Regions from separate parts of the Muntiacus reevesi genome. Here region 2 is linked to region 1. A link is a contact called in public Hi-C data. All regions are on one chromosome and are shown on one strand. Each heading gives the region's core, a stretch centred on a gene start, on an enhancer-like site or on the middle of the called end of the contact. The rest is flanking DNA. Distances are from core to core; before and after follow the strand shown.

Evidence for each region. A called contact is a pair of places that touch in the nucleus more often than the background predicts.
Region 2: a contact with region 1 is called in a Hi-C map of blood, with 2.6 times the contacts expected there. The contact joins the promoter of ADPGK here to the promoter of ARIH1 in region 1. A contact is called at or near these places in 2 of 3 Hi-C or Micro-C datasets (blood and muscle).

Annotation. Positions count from the first base shown.
Region 1 is chr7:18,930,315-18,932,864 of mMunRee1.1, reverse strand. It overlaps ARIH1 (ariadne RBR E3 ubiquitin protein ligase 1), which reads right to left and starts at 1,286. Exons shown (of 16, transcript XM_065941573.1): 1 at 623-1,286. The coding sequence starts at 991.
Region 2 is chr7:19,131,068-19,133,617 of mMunRee1.1, reverse strand. It overlaps ADPGK (ADP dependent glucokinase), which reads left to right and starts at 1,279. Exons shown (of 7, transcript XM_065941676.1): 1 at 1,279-1,574. The coding sequence starts at 1,342. LOC136171533 (a long non-coding RNA gene) reads right to left here and starts at 1,106. Exons shown (of 3, transcript XR_010663887.1): 1 at 980-1,106.

The sequences.
Region 1 (2,550 bases), core at 37-2,536:
CTACAACTGAGAAGAGTAGCAGTTAGAACCCAAACGAACAGCAAACATTTAGAAAGATACAAGCAGAAGCCTCACCACTAGAAAAGAAGATCCATCAGCACCTCTTCCAAGAAATAGTTCCCTTCCCCCACTTTTAAGTAGGCACTTAAGACTGCCAAGCAGATCCATTTCTTTATTAACCGGTGCCCACTTGGGGCAACCGTACACCAAGCAAGCCCTTAGGCCTACTCTAACCCCTTCCAAAAGTGCTCAAGTGAGACTGAAAGCCGGGGAAGCCGTCTTAGGAGCCCAGATTTTCACCTCCCATCCCGCCCCGCCCCTACAAGCTCTCCTGAGGCCAGAGGAAGGACACCGTGCCCAGGGACCCGCAGCAATTGCCCGCAAGAGAAGTCTGAGGCGGCTGGAGGCCTCCGCCATAGCAGGACCTGGAAAGCACCGCCCCTAGCGCACCTCCCCACACCCGGCGAATGTCTGCTCTATCCCCGGCAGAAGAGAAGACAGGGCCGGGAGGCACCAGGCTAGGCTGCGCACCAGGCCCTGGCCTGCCCCTCGGGGCCGCGCAGACCGCCCGAATCCGCTCCCGGGCCCGGCTCGGTCAAGCTGGCGCGGGGGCCACACTCACCTGGATGACCTCGTTGACCTCCCGGATACATTCCACCATGTGTTGCAGAATCTGCTCGGCCGTGAGCACCTCGTAGCGGTAATCCTCCTCCTGCTCATGCCCCGGCCCGCCGCCGCCGCCACCGCCGCCGCCGCCACCTCCGGGCCCCAGAGCGCTGCCGCCGCCGCCGCCCGTCTCCCCGCACAGCAGTCCGTCCCGCTCCCCGCCGACGCCCAGTCCCGGCTCCACCAGCTCCACCTCGCCCAGATCCAGGTTATCATCGTCCGGCTCATCGTCGTCCTCGTCCTCCTCCTCCTCGGCGCCGCTGTCCTCCTCGCTGCACTCTTCGTCCTCGTCGAACTCGTAGTTGTAGCCCTCGTCCGAGTCCATGGCGCGACGCGCAGAGGCCCGGCGGACGCTGGCCCTAAGGCGGGGAGAGGGCGGGGACGCCGAGGCCCCGGCTCTCGCTCCGGCTCCGGCTGATGTCCGGACGCAGGCCTGGCTCCGGCCCCGCGGGCCGCGGCTCCTCCCCGGGCGCGGCGGTTGGCGGTTGGCGGCTAGCGGCGGCGGGGAGGGCGCGGAGGAGGGAGGGAGGGAGCGAGGGGGCCGCTTGCCGCCCGCCTCAGTCAGACGCGGCTCCTCTCAGGCCTCCGAGAGAAAACAGTCCCCAGCGCCACCTCCACGGCCGCTGCTACCGCTACTGAGCCAACAAAGGGGCGTGCGTCACCGCGTCGCGCTGCGTCGGCGCGTCACTGCTCTTGACGTCATCGCGCCCCGCCCCGCCGCCCCTGCGTGGAGTGCGGGGAGACCCCACGGCCTCGGTGTGCCCTGGGAGCGCGGCGCCGCGGGAGTCGCAGGCTAGGTTCCGGCTGCGGTCGCTGTTTGGAGCCTCAGCAGCGAACAGAGTACTGGAGGAGCTTGTGGGCATTGGTCGCCGAGAGCGAGAGGGGGCCTGGTCCGCCCAGGTGGTGGATTTTTCCCTCAGGCCATGAAGATCCAGCCCCCCGCGCAATCCTTTGGGGAAGGCGGCCTTCTGCCAGGGCCAGAAAGACCCTTCCCGCCGGCCCGGGAGTGATTCAGGAATACCTCGGCTGTTGAGCTACTGTTTCTCTAGCCTGGGCTACTCAGTGGATTCTGTTTTATGCAGAACCTCTGTTGTGAACCCCGTTTTAAGTAATTAGATTGTGTACTCCGGACGTGCTGTGATTTTTAAGTCGCCTACAGTGACGTCATTTAAAAGAAGCGTTTCCTGAACTCAGGTTATCAAGCACTTTATTCAAGGCACTAAAGTGTTAAAGTCATGGCTTCCCTTAATTGAATACTGTGTAAGATCTTTACATACATATTTCTTATCTTCATGGAGTCACAGTACCCACTTCATACCTGAGACTGAAAGTGAAAGAGGCTTGAGGAAGGCCACGGAACACTTGTCCTATGTTTTAGCACCTAGGTGACCTTAAATAGCAATCATAAAAATAATTTAAAATTCATAATATGTATTATATGCTGCATTATATATCAAATGGGCTGTAAGATAATACAATGCAGACAATAATAGAAATATATACAGGGACCAAATAAAGCAGAGAGATAATGCCTGTCTCCTATCTGGAAATGTGTGAGCTGAGTGTTAATAGATGGCCAGGAGTTTAACAGAGAAGATAGGGAAGATGATCTAGCCTGAGAAAATAACAAAAGCGAAAGCACAGTAGGGGTAAAATAGTTTAGTTCAGGGAGCTTAAAATGCAAGGAGGGTAAGTGACAAAATATCAAGCAAGTTGTGAACAGGAGAGGAAGAGTATTTTACACCATTCTAGTAGACATAAATCTTTGTAAATAGGACAGAAAAGCCAGAGAAATACTCTGAAGGAAGAAGAGGCACGAGAAAACTTCCTCTTGGGATAACTTGGATTGGCCAGATTGAAAAGTTTTTAAAGTCTCAATCCCTA
Region 2 (2,550 bases), core at 30-2,529, 200 kb before region 1:
ATGTGGGGGAGCAGTTTCTCTGGGAACTAACTGACATGTCTCCCTGAGGTGAGAGAAGGGATGGGCAACTCTAGTGAAGACAGCTTCACACAGATATCACTGGCTCCTTTCTTTTCTGTAATATCCTAGATCTCTGCCTGTGTGAACATCTCCTTTGAAAGGAATGTTATGGTCAGGTGGGCTGGGTGGGGTGAGACAGGGAGGGCAGATGACCAGGATAGGGAAATGCTGGGGGAAATGAAGCCAAATGCCCGAGATCAAAGCTAGAGAAATAAAGAACCACTGCCAAGTCCAAAGGTCAGGAGCAGAGTGGAAAATCGGACACAGAGCCAAGGTCAGGAGCCAGCAGAACTGGAAAAATGGAAACCATCCAGGAACAAGACCAGGCCTGGCAAGACGACTGCTGAGAATGAGCTGGCAGCAAGCCTAGCTTCACTCTCAACGGAGGTTCACACACAGAAGAGTCATAGTGAAGACAGGGTCTGCTGGGTTTAAGTCATGTTACCAAGGGAGACGAGGAGAAACCAGGGTTTCTTAACGCAGGTCCAAAACCCCTTGTGTTGTACACAAGACTGTGTGCATTTGTGCATGTTCTGAGGTTGTTAAAAGGAACAGCGCCCCCAAAGGGTTATTTTAAGGTTCGAAGCTGATCATCCAGCGAGGACAATCCCTGCGGACTCCCCTCAGTCAGGGCAAACGCCCCCAAACAGCTGCAGGTCTCAGTTATCCTCCAAAGGGACAGAATCCCCCCTGCCACTCGTGTCCCCAAGGGCTCACAGGCAGCGCTGCTGCTATCGTATTCCTCTGGGGAGCGCCAAGCCCCGGGTCTGAAAGACAGCTTAGTAAACAATGGAGGATGGACAGAGTGGCAGAGGGACGGATTAAAACAGGGGGAGTGCGATTTGTGCCCCTCTGAGGAACTGCTGGTTCAGCTCAAATTGGAACACCGACCGGCTCAAAGACTGACATGCGGTCTTACCCGCTTCTTCAAAATCGGTCTGGTTCATCCTACTAGGAAAACAAACGGATCCTTGCCTCTCTATTTTTGGGTACGGATGGAGTTCTGGGAAAGGGTACAGAGCCTGGACAGGCATCATGGCCTTTGTCCAGCCTCCCTCAGAGCCTCAAAACCGCGCGCGCCCCCAAGAGCCGATTCCGACCAAGGAAGAGGAGTCTCCGCCCCTCTCTTACGTCTACCGCCCCTCCGCGCCCCGCCCATCCGAGGGACCACGGCGCGCAGGCGTGACGTGGCGCGCGAGTCTACGTCGGCGCGTGCTGAGCCCGGAAGAGGCGAGGGCCGGGCAAGGAGGTGTTCTCCGTTGCTTCCACGCCTCTGTCTCCATGGCGCTGTGGCGCGGCTCCGCGTACGCTGGCTTCCTGGCGCTCGCGGTGGGCTGCGTCTTCCTGCTGGAGCCGCAGCTGCCGGGGTCGGCCCTGCGCTCGCTGTGGAGTTCGCTGCAGCTGGGGCCGGCGCCTGCACCCCCAGGAGCCGGCTCCCCTGAGGGCCGGTTGGCAGCCGCCTGGGACGCGCTCATCGTGCGGCCGGCTCGGCGTTGGCGCCGCGTGGCCGTGGGGTGAGTGCCTGCGGGGCCTGCCTCTCTGCTCGTCTCCAGGAGGTGCGGGTGCTCCGGGCCTCTGAGGGCCGCCTTGGCGGAGGTCAGACGGCTTGGGAGCTGGGAGGTAGAGCCGGCGTGGAAACAGGTTCCTAGAGGTCCCCTGGAGGCCCCTCGGTGCTGGTGTCCACGCTACCTGCTTGGCGAGAAGCGTCGCACGTCTGGGACGAGCCCCATTCGTCACTGCTGCCGGGACTCACCAGACTGCTTTTTCCTCTCGGCTGACCCCTACACCCTCCTCGTCTCGGTAGGACCAGCCCCTAGAACCAGCCTAATAGCCTCTTGGAAATCCCTCTCAGCCTGACTGCGTAAAGTTCAAGTCGCTTTCATTCCAATCTCTGCTCTTCTGGAGGCTACTCCTTTGCAGTCAGAAATGTTTGGTCTTTCTATTTTAGTGGCACCCTCTTGCTTCTGAACTACTTGAAGGTGTGGTCGCTGTCTTTAGCTCCTGAGTTTCTTTCTTTACGCCTTGTTTTCGCTTCCTTAATGCCATAGTCTGGAGACCACCATTCTACTGAAACGTCTCTCTGAAAGCTTATCTAAGCCTTGTGGGTTTTCATAATCAGCTTCCACTTTCAGTCCTCACTGTCCGCCTTCTGCAGCCTTCCACACGTTAAGCATGCCTCTCTCCTTGAAACTCTTTTCTTCCCCAGATTTCAATGACATTGCAATTTTAGGATTCTCACAAATCACAGTGCCTCCTTTCTTTATATTCTCCTGTCGCATGTAAGTAAGTTATTCCCTCTACGAATTTTAGTTCTCGTCTAAGTTCGACTTGAATATCTTGCCACAAAAGCAGATCTACCAAGTACGCTACTAGTTCCTGTATCGGAACCACAAAGGGTAAGGTAAAGCAGAGTTATCATGAAGATTAAATAATCTTTGTTATTTAGCATAGTGTCTGCTTTAAAGAGCAGACAGCTAATGTTAGGTAGTG